Linked DNA regions of Macaca mulatta: region 1 is linked to region 2. The links are chromatin contacts, called in public Hi-C maps. All regions are on one chromosome and are shown on one strand. The core of a region is the stretch at or near the end of the contact, and the rest is flanking DNA. Distances in the headings are between cores, read along the strand shown. Region 1 holds the start of HECA (hdc homolog, cell cycle regulator). Region 2 holds the start of ABRACL (ABRA C-terminal like).

The links. A called contact is a pair of places that touch in the nucleus more often than the background predicts.
Region 1: a Hi-C map of fetal cortical plate shows a contact between it and region 2, with 2.1 times the contacts expected there. The contact joins the promoter of HECA here to the promoter of ABRACL in region 2. A contact is called at or near these places in 2 of 14 Hi-C or Micro-C datasets (fetal cortex germinal zone and fetal cortical plate).

The regions. Positions count from the first base shown.
Region 1 is chr4:44,248,359-44,252,689 of T2T-MMU8v2.0, forward strand. It overlaps HECA (hdc homolog, cell cycle regulator), which reads left to right and starts at 1,557. Exons shown (of 4, transcript XM_002808398.4): 1 at 1,557-2,154. The coding sequence starts at 1,884.
Region 2 is chr4:44,136,436-44,140,695 of T2T-MMU8v2.0, forward strand. It overlaps ABRACL (ABRA C-terminal like), which reads left to right and starts at 1,353. Exons shown (of 3, transcript NM_001193359.1): 1 at 1,353-1,361.

The sequences.
Region 1 (4,331 bases), core at 307-2,806, 110 kb after region 2:
AGATTCTGTATCCGGAACCTTGAGCCACTACTGGGGCCGCTTCCACACTGTGGAGTGTACTTTCACTCTCAATAAATCCCTGCTTTCTTCTTTCCTTGCTTCCTTCTTTCCTTGCTTTGCTGGGCGTTTGGTCCAATTGTTTGTTCAAAATGCCAAGAACCTGGACCACTTGCAGTCAGGACCCTCTAATGGTAACAACAACACCGTGACAGAGCTTTTACCGAAGAGCTAAATTAAAAATTACACTATAAAAGGGGAACACTGTAAAGCTGTCAGCTAAACTAGTCTTTCCTCCACAGTTCGTGAGGAAAGAACCTAATTTATACATTCAAGAAATGTATGCTAGCTGTTCTCTGATGTGCCCAAGGCAGATAAAATCTATCCATGGAGGTTTCATTTGAGTGAGAGGGAGATATGCAAGAAATAAGTAAACACGTACATTGCCAACATAATTAGAGATGGAGGAGGAAAATAACAGGGTGGAACTTCTGACAGCTCTCCTGGGAAGGTCTCTGTGGAAGTGATGTATTTGAGCTGAGACCTGAAGGAAGGGAAGGAGTTGGCTGAAAAGGCAGAACAGAATTGCAGAAAGAGATCAAGGGGAGCTCTTCCCAGGGGTCCCCTGCCCTCATGTTGCCTGTCTTCACAGGTATCACCTAATCTCCTACTGCTCATAACCTGGCTACCCATCTTTCAGGACAACTGAGCCCTACGCATAGGGATGGGTTCCCCCCAAGCAGGGACTGCTTCAAAGTCCAGGCAACATCTAGTTACATCCCTGGATGATGGGTCTTGTTTCAATGAATTGTTTTCACCACCAGACTGTGAAGGCTCCCATTCAAGACCCTGGTGTTCATCCCCATTGTCTGGGAACCCTACCCTGTTTCTTTTTTTCTTTTCTTTTTTTGAGACAGAGTCTTGCTGTGTTGCCCAAGCTGGAGTGCAGTGGCGCGATCTTGGCTTCCAGGTTCAAGTGATTCTCCTGCTTCAGCCTCCCGAGTAGCTGGGACTACAGGCGCACGCCACCACGCCCAGCTAATTTTTTTTGTATTTTTAGTAGAGACGGGGTTTCACCATGTTGACCAGGATGGTCTCGATCTCTTGAACTCGTGATCCATCCGCCTCGGCCTTCCAAAGTGCTGGGATTACAGGCATGAGTCACCGCGCCCGGTCCCCTATTTCTTTCATTACTGTTACTGACGGGCATAGCCTTTGAATGAGTTATTAATCCAAAATCCTTTGTTTTCCATTCTTGCTCTAGTCACAGCTTATTTTTCCAGACCATATTGTTCTAAGCCTCAATTACATTAAAGTCAGGAGGCCACCAAAGAACTCCACATGCCACCGCGCTGGCGGGTGGAGCAAGTCAAACAGGGCGGCTCACGAACACCCAGGAGTCCAGGAGGCCGGGGTGGGGAGGCCTGGATGACGTCACTGGAGGTGGCCCGGCCCCGCGCGCGGCGTGACGTCACGCGGGCGGTCCCGTCAGCCGTGAGGTCACCTGGTGGGCGCGGCCAGGCCGAATCCCCAGTGTCGTCACGGGAGGGGGCGGGCCCAGAGCGTGTCAGCGCAGCCGAATCAAAACAAGCCGGAGACCCGCCTTTTCCCTCCGGCTCGGGAGAGTCTCGCTCGCGCCCCGGGCCCGCGGCGCCCGCGCGGCTGCGAGCCTCGGGTAGCCGCGTGCCGGCTCCAGGAAGCCGGAGAGGGCGCGGCGGCCGGGATGGCGCGGCACGGGCCGTGCGGCTAGACGGGTGCCGAGGGAATCGCCGGCTCGCGCCCTCCGTTCTTTCCCGGAGCCGGCTTCGCGCAGGGCCGGGAGCGGCCGTGCAGCTGGGATCCGCCTTCGCTGACGCCGGGCACCTACCTGGACGCTCGCGAGCGAGATGCCCAACCCCAAAAACAGCAAAGGCGGCCGCAAAAACAAGCGCGCCAACAGCAGCGGCGACGAGCAGGAAAATGGAGCCGGGGCCCTGGCAGCGGCGGGCGCGGCAGGAGCGGCGGCCGGGGGGGCCCTGGCGGCGGCTGCCGGCTGCGGGGCGGCGGCGGCGGGTGCGCCGGGCACCGGAGGCGCGGCGGGCGCAGGAGGCGCGGGGACTGGCGCCGCGAACGCCGCGGCCGCCGCGGGGGCTGCAGCCGCGGGCGATGCCAAAAACGGTAAGACGGGGCTGGCGGGGAGAGCGCCAACTTCCTCCCCGACGGGGACGGCGCGGTGGCGGGGCCCTGGGTGGCGCGGGCGGTGCGTGGACAATGCGAGAGTCAGGAAGTGCTCACCCCGCCCCTCCGCCCCGCCGCGGCTGCCCCTTCGCGGTCCCCACGCCTGGCGGCGGGGACGGATCTGCGGCCCGTGCCGGGTGTCCGCGCGGGGGGCAGCCCGCGCCCCACACTCTGAGGGACTCCAGGCTGCGGCAGCGCTGCCCTCGGGCCCAGCCTGCTGCCCGCGCTGGCACTGCCCCGCCGTGTGTGCCGGGCCGCAGGGAGGAAGGAAGGGAGGAAAGAGCCGCCCAAGTTGAGAAGAATGATCCGACTGAAAACTTAGGCACCGGTTCATTCTTCTCGGTGCTCCCAGGCCACCCATAACCCCCGGAGTAAGGGAGAGCCTCAATTCTCAGCACACCCAGGCTTGCTGCGTCGATCGCCACAGGTGAAGAGGCCTCGAGACATTTAGGGCCTCTGTGTTTGCTCTTAATTTTTTGGCTTGCTTGAGGAAGGAAGAGAATCTGAACTTGACTTCCGTTCTCAGCCCGTAGTTAAAAAAAAAAAATCATTCTCTATGTCATTCTGCTTAACATTGTCAGAAGGAAGCTTTATAATCTTAGGTAGCGCCTGAATGCTCTTTTTGAGGGGACACTTAGGAACTGGCCAAGATGTGACAGGATTTCTGTTCTCATTACAGAGCCGTGGTTTTCGTTAGAAGGTGCTGGGCAAACACTTTTACTCATTTGGACAGTTCTTTGAATTCCTCTAGTCAGGCACTTTTTCCAGGAAGACAACCTAGGTATTTTAATGAAGGGAGACTTGAATTGTTATATCTGGCTTTTAATTTACAGCTTCAGGTTTTCAGGTTTTTAAACCATTCTTTATGTAGATCAGGCACTTTTTTTTTTTTTTAGACGGAGTTTAGCAATTTCGCCCAGGCTGGAGTGTAGTGGCGCGATCTCGGCTCACTGCAACCTCCGCCTTCCGGTTTGAAGCGATTCTCCTGCTTCAGCCTCCCGAGTAGCTGGGATTACAGGCCCCCACCACCACGCCGGGCTAATTTGTGTTATTTTTAGTAGAGACAGGGTTTCACCATGTTGGCCAGGCTGGTCTCGAATTCCTGACCTCGTGATCCGCCCATCTCGGCCTCCCAAAGTGCTGGGATTACAGGCGTGAGTCGCCACGCCCGGCCAGATCAGGAACTTTTTAAACAGGGCACCTACATTTACAAGCAACCTATAGCGCTCTGAACATAGGCGGCTGAATGTCGCCTGTTAGAAACAGAACTGTAGGCCCCGTTGGCTGTGTCTCTGCAATATTGAAATAGGAAGATTTATTTATTTATTTTCAGAAACAAACTTACCCCGTTTGTGAATGTCTCAATACTAGTTTTGGGTAGCCTGTGTTCTTCATGTTCTTTCGTTTTTCTCCTGGCTTTAACCTTCATTTTGGTATTGATGTGGCAGAGAGAAAGGTGCTCAGACTCTGGGTAGGACAGACTCCTAGCTCAGCCATTTAGAGCTTCGTCATCTTGGAAAGGTCAGTCTTCCTGAGCCTCAATTTCCTCATGTGTAAACTTGAAAAAAAAAATTACCCTGGCTCCCTCCTAGCGTTATTGAGAGGCTCGGAGTGTCCCTTCCCTATTATGCTCCCAGTTCTTGTTATTTTAAAGGTTACATATATAATGAGCTTAAGGTTTCTCACAAAGAGTGCATGAACAATGATGACAGCTTTCGTTTATTCATTCAAAAAGGATTAACTACCTGCAGTGTTCCAAGTACCGTGTTCAATACTAAGGGATCCAGCGGTAATTAAGAGGAGACATCCTGGTCCTCAGGGAGCTTGCATTCCTGTTCTGCTGGTGGTTTTGGTTTGCTCTGCCACCCCCTCCCCCACCGCCTCCTTTTTTTTTTGCCCTATGTGGAAGCCTCAAGTTCTCAGTTTCCTTTTATTTTTCTTACTCCAAAAGATTAGTCCACTTTAAGGTGGTGAGAGGAAATTTTTTTCTTAGGCTACTTGTACCTCCTAGTTTGTACATATCAAACTGGTTAAGGGGCCCCTATTATTCTCTGAAGTGGCAAACTCAAGTATATTTAGCAGCACAGTGTATGTGAAGAGCTGTGTTTCTGATTAGG
Region 2 (4,260 bases), core at 103-2,602:
TAGAAGACTCAGACCTTTGTTGAAGATTACAGAACAGAGACTCATTCAGTCACACCCAAGAGACAGGTGTTCACTGTAAAGACTAGAATGAAGCATGGGAAGTGGATGGATCCAGTGCAGCCCCAGGGAACTGGACACTCACATGCCCCTGGGAAGCAGGTCTTCGTTGCTCTTCTTCCATCACTTGGTCTCAGCTTGTCTTTGACTGGTTTCTACCACTTGTGCCTCCACCCAACCTGCTGCTACATTCTCCTGGTTTCTGCTTACTCAAATGTTTTGCATCCCGAAGCCCATTTTGGCCCCTTCTGCCTTACCCTCTCTTAGTTCCAACCTTTCTATTACATCAGATAGCTCCGTCTCTGCATTCTCCACTTTCCATTTCCAAGGGAGAGTCTGATCTGCTTACTAATTATCAGAGTCCGTGTTTGATGAGAACTGTTTGTTCCAGGCCACCTCACAGGATGATGAATACCTCATGGATTGTGCGCTCCTGGGTCACGTGATCCCTCTTGATTTCAACTAGCTGGGCTGGGCGTGGGGAGGAGTAAGGAACGTTTTTTGTAGTTATTTGTGCAAACCCTGCTCTAGAAATAGTTTGGGTAACTGTTTCCTTTCCAAAGGGACTCTGGGTAGGGTAAGCATCTCTCTCTCACACACGCATATATTAAAATAACAGTGACTAAAACAAAGGGAGTCTGAATAAATTGAATTATGAAGTTAAATGTAGGAAATAATGAATGAACAAGGGAAGAAACCGATACTGATCCAGGGTCAACAACTACCTATGTCCAAGTCAAATTTCTTTGCAGTCTAACAAATTGGCTTTCAAGATTGCATTTTGTTTTGCGAATTAAGCCATTTTCAAGTCACGAGTCGCCCCCGGCGTCCGGAACCCATGAATGCCACATTCTTTCTAGCTGCCTTCAGCAATTCGGGGGCGCTTTGTTTCTTACGTTGGGAGAGAAATTCTGCAGGAAATCGACGCCCAGGATCAGCTGCAGATCCTGGGATCCTTGGCTCTGAGTAGCACGGTGGAAAAGTGGGGTAATCGAGGCTCCGGACCCGTTTTCCTAGGAGCCCAGGGCGCTCCACCTGTCTGGAGTCAGCTCCTTTCTTGGACGTCTCCTCCCCTGAGTTTCCTCCTCATAGGCTTGTCCCTGGGAGTGTGGGCGGCCCCTTTCTTGAGCGCAGAAACACTTACTTTTCCCCCTACCCTGCTCCTCCTCCTCCACAGCCGTCTTTCTCTTTGCCTCAGCCACTTCCTTTCTTGGCCTCACCCTCCCCAGTGCACTGAAGAAGGTAACCGGGTCCGGACCCACGCGGCGCCAGTTCTCCCGCGGGAAGGAAAACCGGGCAGAGAGGTACGTGAGCGCCCGGGCAGATGTGGCTTAGGTAGCAGGGATGGACCGGGTGTCCGGGGTGCGCCGCCGGGCACTGCGGGCTGCGGTGAGAGTCGGGTCGGGAGGGGGTCGGGAGGGGGCCAGGAAGGGGCCCAGGGCGCGCGGAGGCTGCGACCGGCTGGGCTGAGACCTCGAGGGCTGAGGTCCCGGGGGGCGCGCGCCGCTCACGCCCCCACCTCTAGGGCCGACTTCCGCACTCGGCTCACGTGACGTTTCGCCGGCCGGGGGCGGACTGGGAAGCCGGCAGAAATGGAACGATTTTTACCGCGGTGCGACGTGTCGGCTTTGCACTTGGTGGTGGTTCATGAGCCAGTTCTGCAGAGCTGGGTGGGGAAGGGCTGGGGGCAAGGGGAGAGACTGCCCCAAGGAACGTGGTGGCCTCAGGGCAGTGGACTCTGCAGCGCCGGAGGTGGGTGCGGCTCTGTGCGCTCCAGGTCAGGGGGTGCAGAGTCGTGAGGGGACACCAGGGGCTCTTGGAGCCCGGGGCAGGGTCCGTTTTCCTCTCCCGGTTTGGGCGCTCGCTCTTTCGGCGCTTCGGGATGCCGGGGCCACTGGGGAGACGGACCCGGGGCGCCGCGCCGGGAGCTGCGGAGACAAAGGCTTCCGGGACGCGGCCCTTCCCTGGCGCCAGCGGTGCCGCCCCGCAACTGGGGGCCCAGGCCGGCGCTCCCCAGCCCTGCACCGGTGCCGGCGCTGACCGTGTGATGATGGGCTGCAGGGCACGGGGTTAAGGGACCTCTACCAGGCAGAACCCCAAACTGGGAGCAGGATGGCCAAATATGGAGTGAGCGCGCCCCAGACCGGAGGGAGGAAGGAGCCCAGTCATCCTTTGACCCGCACCAGCTGCTTGTCCGCGATTACGAAGGAGGGCTGAGAAAACGTGCCCAGCCCGAGTGTGTAAAGTTGGTTCCTGGTTCCAGACATACCTATTCCAGTAGGTTATATTTCCTTGGATATTAGAAAATCTCCATGCATTGCCTCCAAACTTTTGAAAAATAACAATGCCCTGAGGGTCTTGAAATATATTCTAAAGTGTGTATTGATGGTGGGTTTCGGGTTCTGCCCAGTCCACCGACTTTACGCTTCCTTTGTGTTTCCCACGCACAAAGCCTAAATCGATTCTGCGACGACAATTAGAGTGCCTGGCCGGCATCTGCCTCGCCTTCCCTGGAGCATTTTCCTGTCTTCTGGTCCAGCCGCTCACCATTAAGCTCTTCCCCTTAGACTTGCTCTGCTTCTCACCTCTCCTTATTGTTCTTTTTTTTTTTTTTCCCTTAGAGATAGTTTCACGGTACTCGTGAGAATGTGTTACGTTCATATAACCAAATCAGGGTAATTGGGATATCCATCACCTTAAATGTTTATCTCTTTATGCTAGGAACATTCAACTTATTTGCTTTTAGCCATTTGGAAGTGTACAATCCATTAATGTGAACTATGGTCACCCCACTGATCAATGCAACATCGGGTCTTATTTCTTCTGTGTATTTATATCCATCAACCTCTCTTCATCCCTCCACCCCCTTCATTGTTCTGCATCTTGCTCACTGCAGTCCTGGGATTCTGTCCTTATTATAAAAGGCCATGGGTCTTTCAAGGATTGTGTCACAATAGGTATTTTTCCCCCCTTTGTCCCTCTCCTTCCTAAATAATAAATAAATAAAACATGTCAAGTTAAGTATGCTAGCAATTGTTTCTAAACCTGTTATTTTCCTATTTATAGTGGTCTGGGCAGGGAGCCTTTCTTGCTTTGTAAGTATTCTGCCTTGGTAAGAGCTCAGCATGTCACATTTCGTGTAAATCCCACTCACTCTTATATTTAGTGTATTTGCATAATGGCAAAAGAGGAAGAGGAAGGGGGAAAGAAGAGCCACCACCGTGTGGTAGAAACAGCATTTAGTTGTGGGGCATTAACCCCTGTTTCGTTATCCTTCAAATGGGGATAAATAAATGCCTTGTAAGGTTCTTAGAACTACATGAATTAACGCAGATAAGGAGCCTGATGTGTAATTAAGTATAAAGAAACGCTGGTTACCTTCCATGCTTAAAACTGGATGAACGTACATTTGCTTAATATAATGCAGGTATGCATGCTATATATAATAGATGGATTTCCCCTTTGATTCTCATTATTCAATGAGAGCTAAGTCTGAAGTGTGTTGCTGGTGTTGGGAGGAAGGAGTGAAGAAGGGTGTTAAAGAGATAACATCTTTCTAGGGGGTCGAGAATCAGAGAATTGGGGAGTTCCTTAATTTCTTTGGACATTTTTATTCTCCCTCTGTCCAGTACAGGCTAATTTCCTCATCATCCCTCACAGATCCTTACTATGTCTGCATTAATGTTTCTAGGAACAGGGTGCAAACTTTATTCATTGTTGGGCAATTTTAATTGCTAGAGAACTTTTTTATATGGCTCTCAAATCTGCCTTTCTATTACACTTATCCATCCTACCCAGTAGAGGAACACAAAGTCTATTCATAAAGTACATAAAAAAAGAGCTTTAGTTTTTTTTGTTTTGTTTTTAAAGCAGCAGTTCTTCTCTAAGCTAACTTTATGGGTCAAGATTCTTTAGAGTGCAAGTAATAGAAACTCAGTCAAACCAACACAAGCAAAAAGAGGAAAGATACTGGTTCACGTAGTTGGAAAGTCCAGGGTCTTATATAGGCTCAGTCATTGTTGTATGACTGGACATTTCTTTGTGTTAGCTTTATTCCTGGCCAGCGGTTCTCACATGGTGGCCATTGACATCAGGGACTATAAACTAATATCTTAGAACCAAGTGGAAGGAGAGTGTCGTTTTACTAATAGTTCTAGCAAAATCACAGGGCTGAACCTAATTGTTCTGGATGGGCTCAGCTAC